Linked DNA regions of Sus scrofa: regions 1 and 2 are each linked to region 3. The links are chromatin contacts, called in public HiChIP or PLAC-seq maps. All regions are on one chromosome and are shown on one strand. The core of a region is the stretch at or near the end of the contact, and the rest is flanking DNA. Distances in the headings are between cores, read along the strand shown.

Region 1 (2,700 bases), core at 93-2,592, 550 kb before region 3:
AGCCCAGCTGTCCACATCATCAAGTCCTCAGGATCATGCTGAGCTTTCAGCATCACCTGTGAGTGAATATAAGCAAAGCACTTAATTTCTAATCTCTAGCATCACAAAGACGTGGCTTCAGGAGTTCCTGCTGTGGCTCGGTGGGTTAAAAACCCAACTAGTATCCATGAGGATGCAGGGTTGATCCCTGGCCTTGCTCAGTGGGGGTAAGAATCCAATGTTGCCATCAGCCGTGGAATATGTCTCAGACGCAGCTCTGATCTGGCATGGCTGTGGCTGTGGCTTAGGCCAGCCTTTGTAGCTCGGATTCAACATCTAGCCTGGTGTGGCCCTAAAAAGAAAAAAGATGTAGGATCACATATTGATCAATGACCTTGGATACATTACCAAATTTTTCAAAGTAACTGCTTTCACATGGGTAAACACACACACTGCATAACATAGTGTCTGGCACCTAGTGGAGCTCCCTGGTTATAAACAAGGGTGATAATCACAGTAGTATATTCTTAGGCTCTGTTACTCGTGGAACTCCTGAGCTTAAGGGTTAGATCGCTGAGGGGTTGAATCCCATGTCTGCTCTTCTGCTCCTGGTGCCTTCTAGGCAGATACTTTGTTTCCTTGCTGAAAAGTAGGGTCATCATAGCTACTTAGGAGGAGGGATGTTTGGAGGATTGGAACTATTTCCGGGAAAGCCAGCATGTTGCCTAGCACCTAATAGATACGTCATACACAGGATCACTGTTGTGACACCCCCGACTGTTCTTGGGTACCAAAGGAAGTTGACCCAAATGACCTCTGACCTCTATAGTGAGTGCATGACACCACTGTCAGTAATCGGGGAGAGTTCAGAAAGACTCGGCCAGTGTGACAGATGCTGGTCATCAGGCCTTATCATCGCAGGGGCCAGTCCACAGGGCGATCCTCATTCTCAACCCACGCACATTCCTTTCCTTGGCTTCTCCCCCAGGAACCTGCGAAGCATATGCTGGCAGCTGCTGGGAGGGATGGTCACTGACTTTTACATAAGTGCACTAATGCAACGCATTATGAACTCACCAGGGCAGAACTGCTCAGCCTTTGAGCCCTGAGTCCATTTGTGTGGCGAATGGGGACATGTTCAGCCCCATCAGTGCTTCAGGGAGTAAGATGCACATCCAGGCACAGGAAGTGAGACCCCCCCCCTCTTGTGACGAGATGCTGGCTGTATAGGGCAGGACTCACCATTAATCGTCACACCCCACCCATACTTGGCATCTGTGGGATGTTTTAAATTATGGAGGGGAAAGGGATGGAGCTAAACGCATTTATGTTATGTAACTTTTTTCTTTTTCTTTCCAAAAGGATTAGCTGTACTAGGGACACACAGCTGTTCTTTCCACCAGTCTCTTCAGAGCAAGCTGCAGACAATGGTTCAGAACAGAAAGTTTAAGACCAAATTCCACATTCCTCTTTTGCTGGCTGCAAAATCACTCTGAAAATTCCTGCACTGAGCAGGAAATGTGTTCCACTGAAGAGAGGGGAACTTGGTCAGGTCTAATTGACAGGCGTCCCTCTCCTTGCCTCTAATCAGGTCGTCCTCTCACCCGCTCCTCTGTGGATAATCTATATTTTCTTTCCTCTCAGTGTCCTTGTGAGAACATCTGCTTTCTTCTTTTTCACGTTTTGCTTTCCCAAAAATGGCTTTGCCGTGATGCTACAATTTTAAGTTTCAGGGCCTGTTGCGTACACAGGCCACTTCAGTGCCCTATAATTACTATTGCATTTGCAGTTTTCTACTCATTTTCTTAAATTAAGTTTTTGATCTCCTAAAACCTGGATTGCCTCTCGGTAGCAGCATTTCAGTGCTGGGTTTTTTTGTTTTGTTTTGTTTTGTTTTTTTTGGAGGGGGGTGGGGGATCATAGCATTCCCATTCTAAACCCACATGCCTTGGGGATTGACCAATCCCAATTCCAGTGGTGGAAGCAGATCCTGATCTACGTAATCAGTTTATTTCATTTTTTTTTTTTTTTGGCCATACCTATTTGCATGTGCAAGTCCCGGGATCCAAAGACCAAACTCATGCCATATTTCCTCTTTTGAACACAAAAGATTGTTTCCGGACTTGGCAAACGGCCCGTCAGTCCAGTGGTACTCAAATATGGGATTTCCACTGGAACAAATTGGGGAGAAAATACATGTTTTTTTTTTCACTGAGCTTCCTGAAAAGAAAGGCTCTAAGTCTTATAGCTATTGGGAACCTCCTCATCATCAAAAGAGAAATGCTCTCCTAAGACTGAAGGTAAACAGTCAGGATGTGCATGTTGCATCCTAAATGCAGTCTTCTTCCCTAAGCAATTGCTTGGTGCTAATAATTGCTGAGTATGTCCTGGGCAAAGAAGTTTCATGAGTGAGCAAAATGAATAATATTTCTGTCCTCATTTGCTGATGTCCTAAGGGAATGAGATAAAAGAAAATTATATATAGATGCGGGTAACGCTCAGCATTACAAAGATAGATAGCGCAAAATCAAGGAGATAGAGAATGATGGGGAAAGACTCTCATTTTTTTTTATTTTTTTATTTTTTGGTGCTTAGGAAAAGTCTGTGATGCCATGATAGTAGAGTAAGATCTGAACAAAGCATAGGAATGAACCATTTGGACATGGGGGGGAAGTGCGATGTCACCTGGAATACACAAGCCCAAAAGTCCCCATGCAGGAG
Region 2 (2,700 bases), core at 48-2,547, 870 kb before region 3:
AGAGTTGCTTGGCTGTTTGGGGACCCCTCCCCACTGACACTTCTTACCTCCCCAGCCAATTGTCATAATAACAAAAAACAGGCAAGTGAGAGAGGCTCCCCAAAGCCCAGGAGGGTTCTGGGGGAAAGGAAGAAGAATCAGTGGAAGGAAAAATATGTGGGGTGATGTTTTATTCACTTATCCCCAGTGGAAACCCTCATAGGCTAGACCCTGGTACAGCAAGACAGATTTGGCCCTGAGATATCTGTCACCACAATAAAAAAGGTGTCTTCAGTCTTGTCAAAACTTGGGCTTGGGCCAATGAAGTCTGTGCATCTGGGTGGACAAAACGTAATTGTAGCTTACTGAGAAGTTAGCCAAAGACACTGGAAATGAAACCCGATTGGGAGGAAGGAAGGAAGAGAACATTTAAGTAATTACCAAGCTCCCAGTCAAGACGGCACAGAGGCTTAAACTCACAAAGCAACAAACCCAGATCCTCAACTCTCTAGTTCTATAACCTGGCAGTGTTTTTAATCTTTCAGTGCATTATAAAGTTTTTATGAGAATTAAATTAGGTCAATCAAATAAAGTTCCTTGAACACTCCCTTGTATGTGGTAGCCTGGATAAGTTTTACCTCTCAGTATGGTGTGGGGGGGTATGAGGTGGGGGCAGGGAGCTCATGTTGTTGGGGGGGCGGGGGGAGTTCAATTCCTTGGTGACCAGGGGTATTACTGATATTTAGATCTCAGCTTCCAGAAATGTTTAGCATTTTATAATGTATGTAACACACTTGTGCAAGAGGGGACTTTCCCCACCCCGAATGTCAAGAGCACTCTTGTTGGGAAACACAGAGCTAGGACTATAATGTGGGTTGCATAATTTTTAATCATTACCCAATAGTGTAAGGTCAGTTATTATCACCCCTAATTCATACACATGAGGTAACTAAGATTTTCAGTAATTTGCTCAAGGTCAAAAAGCTATTAAGCAGAATGACTTGGTTTTGAAGTCACAGATTTCTGCTGCCAAAATTAAGGTGATTTTTGCTCCACTCTACTTTCTTGATTACAGGGATCCAGATGTTGGTGTTTGAGCCCTTCAGAAAAATGGAAAATTGGGGGCGAATCAAAGTATTCCTATCATAATTTAAATAGGAATATCCTAACTGGGTGGGGAAAAAATAGCTAATTCACAGGGCAATTGTGGAGGTTCAGCAGCTCTAGCCAAGTGAGAAGCTGCTCATTAGCTAGGAGGGAGCTTGTCTTACTAATAATCAGTCTCTCCCACATCAAGAGCCGCTACTATCACAGATGGTGTGGACAAACCAGGGAGGTGCCCTGGGCATCCACAGTGGCAGCCAGAAAACATCATGCTTCCCACATAGGTGTTCCGGAAGCTGAGCTAATGCGTAGCGGGTATCTAGTAATTAAATGAAGGGTCAGACACATCAGCATGATAGGATTGAGGATACTAGAGGAAAGTAAATCATGTCTCAAATTCTAAAAAAAAAAAAAAAAAAAAAAAAAATCTGCAATGTAACCTCCAAAGGATTCCAACCTCTGCTTCCCAGTGTCTGTAAAATCCTTTGGACGAGGTTTAATGCATTACCCAATATCAGATTCAGTCTACATCTACACTTGTTTATTCATTTCACAACTATTTCTCGACTCCATTCAAGGACAAGCCACTGTGCTAAGAACTGTGGATACAAAGATGAATATAACATATTATTGTCCTGAAGTTTATGATTTAATGAGGGGTGTGATAAGACACAATTACTATCCCTTGTGAGAAGAATGATAATACAAGGATTTACAAGGTGCAAAGGTAGCACAAAAGCCAGAGAGGCTGAGTCTCATCGGGAGAGTCCAATCAGGGATCCCTCTCTTAGTGTTGGTTTGGGCTTTCATCGGGTCCACACTGAGAAGGCACTTCCCAGGAAGAAAGGGGAGCAGGTGCAACAGTAAGACACCCAGGTAAGTACCAGCTCCAAGGAGTTTGGCAAGGTGTGCACAAGGGCAGGAGGGGAAAATGGAGGAATATAAGGCTGGGGAGCAGGGAGGGGCAAGACCAGGAAAGGAATTTGCTGAAAAATATGCCTTTTATGTGGCACTTAACAGGGAACCAGCAGCAGTGGAGGAATACAACAAAATAAAAATTGAAAGTGGATGCACTTAGTATTCAGTAGAGAAAAAAAAGTATCAAGATCTGCCTTTTCTCCCATGACCTCCTTGTCAATATTTGATGAGACACCAAGTCTACAGTCTGTCCCGTGGGGCTATAGTTCACATTTCTTTCTTGGGATCCATTCTATGGTTCCCTAATTCGGAAGCCCATCCTTTTTAATTTTCAGCACCATGATGACCTTACAATTACTGTCTCCATCTTTTAATCTTTCCTGCACTTACAGAGTTTTCTAAAATCAGAAACACCAGGGAATATGTACAAAATATGAGAGGAGCTCGGTATCTATTCCTTAGGGAACACTAAAAAGTGGCAATTAAAACTCACATAAGAGTTTATAATTTGCAAAGCATTTTCTCATAGCCTTTACATTTTGTAGCTAGCCAATGCTGCTTTCATCAAGGACTAAATTGGTGAGAAATACAACGAACGGATATGATAAGGGTACAAAGCAAAGAGTAAAGACCCAGAAGGCAGCACCAAGGGGCAAGAAGAAGTTGAACGTGGGTACAGAAGTGTGTTTCTGAAATGGA
Region 3 (2,885 bases), core at 73-2,572:
GACAGAATTCCACAGACATATAAAGCCCTGTCTTGCCAGGACCTGAGATACTGGTCATTTTCTTAGGCTAGAGTAGGCATCACTGCCTAGAGCTGAGGATTCTTACCGTCTCCCCCTACATCTGCATACTTAATTAAAGCTATCACATCTCTGTTTTTTATGGCTCCGGCTGTGGCATATGGAAGTTCCTGGGCCAGGGGTTGAATCTGAGTCGCATCCGTGAACCTACACCACAGCCACAGCAATGCCAGATCCTTAATCTACCGAGCGAGGCCAGGACTCAAACCGGTATCTTCATAGAAACAACATCAGGCCCTTCACCCACCAAGCCACAAGGGGAAAGCCACCTCACCCTTGATTTTTCAATCTTTTCTTTCCCTAGTTAAACAGGGAGGGGAAAGTGGTCGAGACATTGGCATGACATAACTTAGCAACCCTGGGCTTCTAAAAAAGCTACGCTACTTTGATAAGATGATTTAACGTCTCCGGGTCTCTGCGTCATCATTTATAAAGGGGAAATAATAACACTCACTACGCAGACTGTAGGATCATTGTGAGAATTAGATGAGAAAATACACATGAAGTCACTCAACAGTGCCTATGAAGAAAGGCTGGCTTCATCCCCACCTTCCCCTCCTCTGAAGTACCATTTCCCTTGATCAGAAAACACTGGTGGGAGCCGGGAGATGACAAACCCACACCCATCGTCTCCCTGGAAAAGAAGAGATTCATCCTGACCGGCTGGCATTCCAGAAGTCTCCCAACCTTCTGAAGATTCCATGTGCACTGGATGAAACTGGATTTCCAACAAACTATTCCCTGCCAGGGCATCGCCCAGCCAGAGGCTCTGACTCCCATTCAAAATTGAGCTGAGTTTGCCATCTAGAGGACATCCTTGGACAGGCAGTCACCAACACCCACCGGAGCGCCTAGAACAGAGATGAAGTTCATTCCTTCCCTAACCTGCACTGAGCATCTGCTCTGAACCCTGCACCACGGGTACGGGGCACACACAGTGCAGCCCCTGCCCTCAGCGAGCTCACAGTGCAGCGGGGCGTTCACATTCTAGATCGATTGCAGTGTCCAAAGGAAGACCTGCTTTCTGGCAGAAGGAGGAATGGAACCATACCCTTGGACCATACAGAATGGAACTGCCCACTAGTAAACCGCAGCCAGGAAGCAGAGTGGCTGAGCTGAGTCTTGCACTTAGGATGTGAGTTTCAGTCTCTGGACACTCCATCACAGCTGTGTTGGACATCAGAGGGCCCCACCCTCCTCATTGTACAGCCAAAGGGAGAAGCAGTTGAAGCCACTCTAATAATGCACGTGTTCCTTCTAGGACACCGAGGGACTAGCCTATGCCCTCCCAGGGTAGTGTAGCAGAAAGGCTGTGTACGGAGGTTTCTGGGCTAAGTGTCCTTCAAGGGCAGGTATGCAGAAGCCAGTTGTTTTTAGATCTCGTTAAGGTCTTCCCTTGCCAATGACAGACTAAATGAGGAACCTTGGCCTCTGGCCTAGATTCACACATCTTTCTCACCCTATAAATCTGGTCCATTTGGAGAAAGTCTCTCTGACTTTCGCAGGCGTTCCTCCGGGTGCCAGGAATGTCTCTCCATTTGGAATTGTGCTTATGGTCCAGCAATCCCTCAGCCTATGAAGGTGGCAATGTGGCTACATACAATTCAGGACATTTAAACTGGAGAGGAAATCTCTTTTCCAGAAGCGAGAATGTGCTCCAGGATACTAAATATTGCACCAACATTACATCCTTTTCAGACCTATCTCACAGCTCTTTATTGCATTTGCAGTTTTAGTTCACGCACACAGATTAAAGAAACATGCACCCTGTTCCTACTATGTGCGAGTACAGGGCTAAGCAAAGCACTGAGGATGCAGTGATGACCGCGGCAGTCACCAACACTGCCCTCATGGGGCTTGCAAGTCATTATCCAGATAATGATGTCAAGTTTTTTGTTTGTTTGCTTTTTTTAGGGCTGCATCCATGGTATATGGAGGTTCCCAGGCTAGGGGTCAAAACAGAGCTACAGCTGCTGGCCTACACCACGGCCACAGCAACGCCAGATCCAAGCCGTGTCTGTGACCTACACCACAGCTCACAGCAACATCAGATCCTTAATCCACTGAGTAAGGCCAGGGATCGAACCCACATCCTCATGGATCTTAGTTGGGTTTGTTAACCGCTGAGCCACAAAAGCAACTCCATACATCCATAAAGTTTTTAATTTGAAGTGCACGAGACTCTCAACATAGTTATTGATGATTGGTGAAAATTGTAGCTACATGTTTCCATTCAAGTATAGCTTTGTGAGTCATTTATCATTTATTATACAAGCGATCTGTCAGACATGGGGCTGGATGCCATTTAGAGCAGGAGAGGAGCATTTACATAAAGAATCATAACGTGGTTGAGGGTTCTTGGAGAGGATCATGCCTAGTTCTAGCAGGAATAATCAGAATAACGAAAACAGAGGAATAACAGGGCTCATCTTTGCTGAATAATTAAATTGAAATTCAGCTGGAGCCAAATTAACCTGAAATCCAACCATGATTGTTGGAAATAGCCACCTCCAGGGAGCCCTCTGTCCCAGGAATGGGGGCAGGTGAGGGGTATGGAGACAGACTGCACCACAAATGATCAGACACTTGCCAGAGCATACCCATTTTCTATATGTGTAAATATGGAATACTGAGAAATAATTCTTGGTACTCCCCAACTTCGTTTTCAATGAACCTAGTTTTGGATAAATAGCCATGGTACCTCCTAGTTGCATCAGGACCTTCCAAGTCCAATGAACCCAGTTTTGGATAAATAGCCATGATACCTCCTAGCTGCATCAGGACCTTCCAAGCCCATCACCTGGAGC

The links. HiChIP or PLAC-seq counts read pairs in DNA pulled down with a chosen protein or histone mark.
Region 1: a contact with region 3 is called in an H3K27ac HiChIP or PLAC-seq map of skeletal muscle, with 6 times the contacts expected there. The contact joins two enhancer-like sites. A contact is called at or near these places in 1 of 47 Hi-C or Micro-C datasets (fetal skeletal muscle) and 1 of 2 datasets of contacts at active chromatin or transcription factors (skeletal muscle).
Region 2: an H3K27ac HiChIP or PLAC-seq map of alveolar macrophages shows a contact between it and region 3. The contact joins two enhancer-like sites. A contact is called at or near these places in 1 of 47 Hi-C or Micro-C datasets (embryonic fibroblasts) and 1 of 2 datasets of contacts at active chromatin or transcription factors (alveolar macrophages).

The regions. Positions count from the first base shown.
Region 1 is chr4:11,485,628-11,488,327 of Sscrofa11.1, reverse strand. The region is part of intron 2 of LOC110260221 (a long non-coding RNA gene); the gene reads left to right. Among named protein-coding and RNA genes, the nearest start is that of MYC, 970 kb to the left of the region's middle. Within about 2 kb of position 1,342, at least 5 of the 83 cell types and tissues checked have an H3K27ac peak or open chromatin away from gene starts, as enhancers often do. A contact at or near this core is called in skeletal muscle, where this site is marked.
Region 2 is chr4:11,799,683-11,802,382 of Sscrofa11.1, reverse strand. No RefSeq gene overlaps it. Among named protein-coding and RNA genes, the nearest start is that of MYC, 660 kb to the left of the region's middle. Within about 2 kb of position 1,297, at least 9 of the 83 cell types and tissues checked have an H3K27ac peak or open chromatin away from gene starts, as enhancers often do. A contact at or near this core is called in alveolar macrophages, where this site is marked.
Region 3 is chr4:10,933,993-10,936,877 of Sscrofa11.1, reverse strand. No RefSeq gene overlaps it. Among named protein-coding and RNA genes, the nearest start is that of FAM49B, 460 kb to the right of the region's middle. Within about 2 kb of position 1,322, at least 11 of the 83 cell types and tissues checked have an H3K27ac peak or open chromatin away from gene starts, as enhancers often do. A contact at or near this core is called in alveolar macrophages and skeletal muscle, where this site is marked.